Linked DNA regions of Ovis aries: region 2 is linked to region 1. The links are chromatin contacts, called in public Hi-C maps. All regions are on one chromosome and are shown on one strand. Each heading gives the region's core, a stretch centred on a gene start, on an enhancer-like site or on the middle of the called end of the contact. The rest is flanking DNA. Distances are from core to core; before and after follow the strand shown. Region 1 overlaps TMPRSS9 (transmembrane serine protease 9). Region 2 holds the start of PEAK3 (PEAK family member 3).

Region 1 (3,419 bases), core at 459-2,958:
ATGACTCATATCTGGCCTCTGACACACTCTTCCCCGTTTGAACACCACCCAGAAGGAAGTGGGGAGACAATCCCATTCTACTTCCCTTGACAGGGCTCCATGAAGGTGCGCACTTGGCCGGGTGCTGCTCTGGGGGGAATGGAGCTGCTCTGTAGGCCCGTATGGATGGACGGTAGGTCTGCGCATCAGATAAAATACAGTGTGTGCATGCAAAGTCGTTTCAGTTGTATCCGACTCTGCAACCCCATGCACTGTAGCCCATCAGGTTCCTCTGTCCATCGGATTCTCTAGGCAAGAATACTGGAGTGGATTGCCATGCCCTCTTCCAGTGGATCTTCCCGACACAGGGAATGAACCCACATCTCTTATGTCTCCTGCATTGGCAGGCGGGTTCTTGACCACTAGCGCCTATAGACTTCCCTGGTGGTCCAGTGGTTAAGACTCAAAGCTTCCAGTACAGGGGCACAGGTTTGATCCTTGGTCAGCGAACTAAGATCCCACATGCCACACAGCTCAGCCAAAACAAACAAGCAAACAAAAAGCATGACAAAAACATCCTGTGACAGTTAACTTTATGTGTCCATAGGGCTAGGCCATGATGCTGGGTTTTGACCAAACGTGGTTCTTGACATTGCTGTGAAGACATAATTAACATTTAACTAGTTGACGTTGAGTAAGGCAGATGAGCTTCTGTAGTGTGGGTGCGCTGTATCCAATCAGTTGAAGGCCTTAAGAGAAAAGATCAAGGTTTCCCCCCAAAGAAGGGAGAATACTGCCTCCAGGTGGCCTTTGTACTTGAGCTGCAACATCAACTTTTCCCAGGGTCTCCAGCCGGCCCTGCAGATTCTGCATTTGCCAGCTGCCACGACTGAGCTAATTCCGGCCTCTCTGTCTTCCTCTTCATTCTGCTGGTTCTCTTTCTCTAGAGAACCTGACACACACAGTCCCTAACATGTCTTGTGCAAAATTTGGAACATACTTGTGTTAAGAAAAAGCGTTTTAAAATTCTGTATTCAAGTCATTTATTTGGCTATGTTGGATCTCAGTTGCAGCATGCAGGATCTAGTTCCCTGACCAGGGATCGAACCCAGGCCCCGTGAATTGGGAGCACAGAGTCTTAGCCACTGGATTGACAGGGAAGTCTCCCCAAAATGTATTTGTTGTTTGCCTGAAATTCAAATTTATCTGGGTGTGCTGTATGTTTATTGTTAAATCTGGAACCCCACCCCGGGGCCCAGCCAGAATGTCCTATCCGATCAAGGTAACACGTCCAACTGGGAACAGCCACTCTGTACCTCACCACCCATCCAGAGTCGGTAAGAAAGGGGAGTAGTACAGGGGTGGAGAGCAAGGTCGCACAATGCTCACCCCTTTATTCTTACACTTGAGCTGAATTGCTGTCTGAGGAGCCAGAGAAGCTCTAAGAATCACTTGATGAAATGTTTTAAGGACAAAGACACCAAGATTCACTTTTGTGATTGGGGCTGGAAACACAAATGTAGTGTATGAGCTCATTGACAGCCCCTCCTACAAACACACACACTACGTTCATTCAACCCCAGCTGGCCCTGTCACCCCCTACCCCTTGGGTTTTCTAAGGATTCCTGTGTTCTCCAAATTGTCTTGTCATCACCATCATTAGGGCACAAAGGGGCCCCGCTGCTATTTAGCATTGAACATAGAAGCTCCATTCACTGTCTCCATCAATCTGATATTTACGACTGGCCAGGCCCGGCTGCTCTGTGCTGGGTACCCAGCCCTTAATGAGACAGATGTGATTCTCAGCTCACAGAGCATAAATCTTAGTGACAGAGACCCAAGTAAATTAAAATTGTGGCTACAATAATGGCTGCGTCCATGGGGCTTTGGGTCTCTGTCAAAAGGAAGCTTTGATCTAGACAGGGGTCAGGGGAGGCTTCCTGATGGAGGGTTGAGTTACATGAGTTCTGAAGGATAAACAGGAATCCAGCCAGTGCCTGGTGGAAGCAATAGATGTCCATACAGTAAGAACAAAATATGTAAAAGCCCGGTGGCAGGAGGGAGCAAGCCAGGGCCCTCTTAGAGGAGGTGTGCTAGTCAGCTGCTGCCACGTAACAAGTTATCACACACATAGCTGCTTAAAACAATGCATGTTCGTTATCTCATGGTTTCTGCAGGTCAGGAAGCTGGCACGTTTTAGGGGTCCTCTGCTGGGTCTCACTTAGCTGCAAACAAAGCATTAGCTGGGGGAGTTCCCTGAAGGTCCAGTGATTGGGACCTTTCACTGCTATGCTGCTGCTGCTGCTGCTGCTAAGTCACTTCAGTCGTGTCTGACTCTGTGCGACCCCACAGACAGCCTCCTACCAGGCTCCTCAGTCCTGTCCAACTCTTTGCGACCTCATGGACTGTAGCCCATCAGGCTCTTCTGTCCATGGGATTCTCCAAGCAAGAATACTAGAGTGGGTTGCTATGCTCTCCTCCAGCGGATCTTCCTGACCCAGGGATGAAACCTGCGTCTCTTGTGTCTCCTGCATTGGCAAGTAGATTATTTTCCACTGAGCTACCTGGGAGGCCCCTATATGCAATCACTAAGTCATTTTATATAAGGGATTTGAGCATCTCTGGGTTTCAGTGTCCCTCAGACAGTGAGGGATGAGTGTTTTTAGTCTCTTCAGACCATGTCTATCACCAAGTCCTGCAGATTCAATATCCTGCACGTCTCTAGAACAGGGGGCACTAAACTTCGTATGCAGAGAGCCAGAGGATGATTTTCAGCTTTGTAGTCCCACAGTCTACTATTAATACAACTCTGTCACGTCATAAAAACAGCATCTGCTACTGCTGCTAAGTCGCTTCAGTCATGTCCGACTCTGTGCGACCCCGTAGACAGCAGCCCACCAGGTTCCCCCATCCCTGGGATTCTCCAGGCAAGAATACTGGAGTGGGTTGCCATTTCCTTCTCCAATGCATGAAAGTGAAAAGTCAGAGTGAAGTCGCTCAGTCATGTCCGACCTACCAGGCTCCTCCGTCCATGGGATTTTCCAGACAAGAGTACTGGAGTGGGGTGCCATCGCCTTCTCCAAAAAGCAGCATCAGGCACATGTGAACACACAGTTATGGCTATGTTTCCACGAAATAGGCAACTGGCTGCAGTTAATCTGAGGGCCATAATATGGTGACCTTTGGTCTAGGGTTCATCTTTTGTCTTCATCCATACTGCCTAGTGCAAGTTGTCACCACCTCAAATCTGAATTATTGCAACAACCTGGACTCTCCACTTCATTATCCACACTAGAGCCAGACTGATCTTTCACCAGGAAAACCCAGTTACTCTTCTGCTTTTAAGCGGTCAAAGCCAATGGGTAAAGGGCAGAAAAACAAAGTTAGACAAAACTTTTTAAGAGAGACACACCCTCATCTTAGATTCTACAGGATTCCAA
Region 2 (3,419 bases), core at 295-2,794, 78 kb after region 1:
CTTAGTAACGAACAGCAACAGCAAAAATGTTATTTATCTTGATTACTGGGGTGTTTTGTTTTGTTGGCATCACCTTAAATTCTGTGCCTGAAGTGAGTGTCTTGCTTGCCTCACCCTAATTAATCCTGGATTGGAGCCATAGCCTGGCTGGGTAACTACCCCTCCCCCCCGCCCCAGGGTCTTATGAAGAGAAGAATAAGAATTGGTAATCAGCAGGGGTTTGGGCAGTGAGGAGGCCATTTCCTCAGTACCCCTGGTCCCTTCTGATCCGCCTGAAACAGTCTGGGATTTGTGGAATCCTTGTCCAGCATAATTCACAGACCCTTCCGCAAGCTCACGGTCCTCCCACTGCATGATTCTGAAATCCACCCAAATCACAGGCTGCCCCATGGATTAAAGACAGAGAATATCCATTCTGTGAATTACAGAAGCTGAGTGCCAGTACAGAAAAAATGTTGAATCAAGTTACGGACCCTCACACTGGAAATGCTGAGGGTCAGCAAGTCAGAGCGGCCCAAAATGTGGGGGACTCCATGAGATGGATTTCTCTCCTTCCCCACACCCAGGGGGCACCCAGTAACAGCCTGTAGACCTCTCAGCCCATCCTGGACCTGCTGTGTGACCTTTCGTGGACTCCAGCCCTCTAAGGGAAATGAGATGGGGCAGGAGAAACTCAGCATGGAAGATGCTCAGACTACAAAACAAAAATGTCTTTGCATCTTCTCAACTGCAGTGACTTCTTGGTTCTTCCTCTACAGAGGGGAAGAGGCTGGGTTTCAGAGAGATGGCCACTCACGCCTCCTTGCAGGTAAGGTAAGCCTCAGGCCCCCAGACAGTTTAGACAGCATGTACTTAAGCTAAAATTTCACACTGTCTGGCTTTCCCTGGATTTTCACCATTTCTTGATTTTCCATGTATGGTAATTCTATTATCAAATCTCTTTTTCTAAATCAATGCATTAAGGTAGTGGAGGGAAAGGGAAGTGAGTTGATTAAATTAAAAAAACAAATCCAACTAGTGTGGCTGGAGACAGCAAACAGGAGCCATTTTTCTGTATTTGCTGGAACACGGAAGGAGTGGTAACTGGCCCAAAGTCACAGAGCAAGTCACAGAACTGGGGCTCAAATGGAGCACTACGTGCCAAGGGTCCTGGGATGGGTGGGGAGTGGGGGCATGCGTTCTGGGGGCTTCTCAGATGATCCTGAAGAAGGGGAAGTGGCTTCGGAGGAAGTGAAAACCACAGAGGAAAGGTCACCTGGCTGAATTTCTCCTTGAACCTTCACTTCTGAGGTTCCCTGCTTCCCCAAAGGTGGGGGAGTCTTAAAAGCCTCGATTCCCCCCAACCTCTCAGGGCTCGATCCTCTCGGCCGCCCATCTTGTGTAACTTTCGGGACCTCGGCCCGTCTTCCCTTCTCCTCCCATCAGCTTGCAGCCCTGGAGCCCATCAGCCTTCATGGGGAAGTACTGCAGAAAGGCCCCCTCCCGTCTGGGCCTGTGGTCTAACAGTTGCCCTGGCGTTTCCGGTTCACTGCAGGGACCGGGTCAGACAGTCCGGGAGGCCAGGAGCTGCAGCTATTGGGAGTTGGTCCTCAAGGGCCTCCTGCCCCGAGGTCAAGCCAGTCCTGAAGGTAGGGCGCTCCTGGAGGGGGGCTGAGGTTGGGGCTGGGAGGAAGAAGCCACTTTTCAAGGCTGGGGTGACCTAGAATCTAGGTGGGGCAGGGCTAGGGGTCAGGCTGCTGTTGGTAACCGCTTGAGGGGGCTGAGCTCTGCAGACAAGGCCTAAGTACTGGTCTTTGGGTATTGTCACCGGCCCCCAGATGCTACCCCTGCCCCCTAGATGCCTTGCCCTCCCAGCTGGACATTTCGTCTCTATCACAAGAGTACAAGTTCCTTCCTGTAGCCCTGAAAGGTTGATGGGCGACATTCACCCAGAGAGGTCAAGCAACCCTCCCAAGGGCCACACAGCAGGGAGGGCCCTCACACACATGCCATCCACTCTGATCTTCCCCCAGCAGCATGAGCAACCTGGAGCCACCCACCAAGATGCCTGGGGCCAACACCCCCACCTGTTCAGCACAGCACACCTACAGCAACCTTGGTGAGAGCCTGGGAGGGGTCCTGGGTGGGCGGTGGGACAGGTGGCCAGTAAGGCAGCCAGAACAGGAAGGTTGGGTCTTTCATTAACTGAATCATTTAACTCAATTATAGCAGCTTTTTAAAAATACTTATTTATTTGGTTGTGCTGGGTTGTATTTGCGACATGTGGGAGCTAGTTCCCTGGCTAGTTCTGGGCCCCCTGCATTGGGAGCAGAGTCTTAGCCACTGGACCACCAGGGAAGTCCCCTATAGCAGCTTTTTAAATATTTTAATAAAACTCTTTGGTTTTTTTTCTAAAAAAAAGCTGGATCGCCAGCTTCTAAAAATGAGGAAACGAGCTCAGAGAGGCTCAGTCACCTGCCCAGAACCACACAGGAAAGTGGGGGCCGGATGTTTCTCTGCCACTGACTTGTCACTCCTCTGAAGCATTGTTTCCTTATTTGCAAATTGGAGATGGCATCCTTAACTCGTAGGGCACAAGGTAGTTGAGCGTTGGTATCTTCTTTTTTTGGCGGTGCAGTGCGGTTTTGTGGGATCTCAGTTCCCTGACCAGGGATTGAACCCCGGCCCCAGCAGTGAGAGCGCTGAGTCCTAACTGCTGGACCACCTAGGAACTCCCTATTTTTTTCCAGTCAAAAAAGTTTTTTGGGGTACCCCACCCCACTTCCGTGGCATGTGGGATCTTATCTCCCTGCTCAGGGATGGAACCAGCGCCCCCTGCAGGGGCAACACGGAGTCTTAACCACTGCACCACGAGAGAAGTCCCCATTTTTTCCGTTTTAGAGAGGCAGGAATTACCACCTAGGGTAGAGTCCTGGGCATCCACTCCCCCTGTCCTCACGCCCTTCCCCCACTGCTTCCCCCCGTCCAGGTGAGGTCCGCACCCACCTGCTGCCCTCCAAGGCCTGCCGCCCACGGACATCTGAGCCCCCCGCGACTGACCCGCAGCCCCTGCCCCCACCCCTGCCCAAGAAGACCCTCACCAGGACCCACTCGCTGCCCACCCACAAAGCCTCCAGCCCCAGCCTCACTCGAGCAAGGCCGCCTCGGAAGCCCCTTGTGGGGTCCCGCAGTGTGGATGAGAGCCAGGCAGGCGACGACAGGGCGGGGTCAGCCCAGTCGCCTGCAGAGCCGCCCTTCAGCTCGCTGGACACGGAACTGGGCCTCTCCCTCCAAGATTTGCACCACCCGGAGGCCGTGCACGCAGCTCTGGAGGCCCGGCAGCTGGAGGGTCTCCGCGCCGTGCACGCCCGGCTGCACACCCGGCTTCTGGGGGGCCGCCCGGGCCCCTGCCGGCCAGACCACGGCTTCCGCCTCCTGGA

The links. Hi-C and Micro-C count contacts between places; a contact is called where the count stands out from the background.
Region 2: a contact with region 1 is called in a Hi-C map of hypothalamus, with 3 times the contacts expected there. The contact joins the promoter of PEAK3 here to the enhancer-like site in region 1. A contact is called at or near these places in 2 of 16 Hi-C or Micro-C datasets (hypothalamus and omental adipose tissue).

What each region holds. Positions count from the first base shown.
Region 1 is chr5:18,991,128-18,994,546 of ARS-UI_Ramb_v3.0, forward strand. The region is part of intron 1 of TMPRSS9 (transmembrane serine protease 9); the gene reads right to left. Among named protein-coding and RNA genes, the nearest start is that of TMPRSS9, 23 kb to the right of the region's middle. Within about 2 kb of position 1,709, at least 15 of the 54 cell types and tissues checked have an H3K27ac peak or open chromatin away from gene starts, as enhancers often do. A contact at or near this core is called in hypothalamus, where this site is marked.
Region 2 is chr5:19,068,813-19,072,231 of ARS-UI_Ramb_v3.0, forward strand. PEAK3 (PEAK family member 3) reads left to right here and starts at 1,545. Exons shown (of 4, transcript XM_042250222.1): 1 at 1,545-1,628; 2 at 2,013-2,098; 3 at 2,969-3,419. The coding sequence starts at 2,017.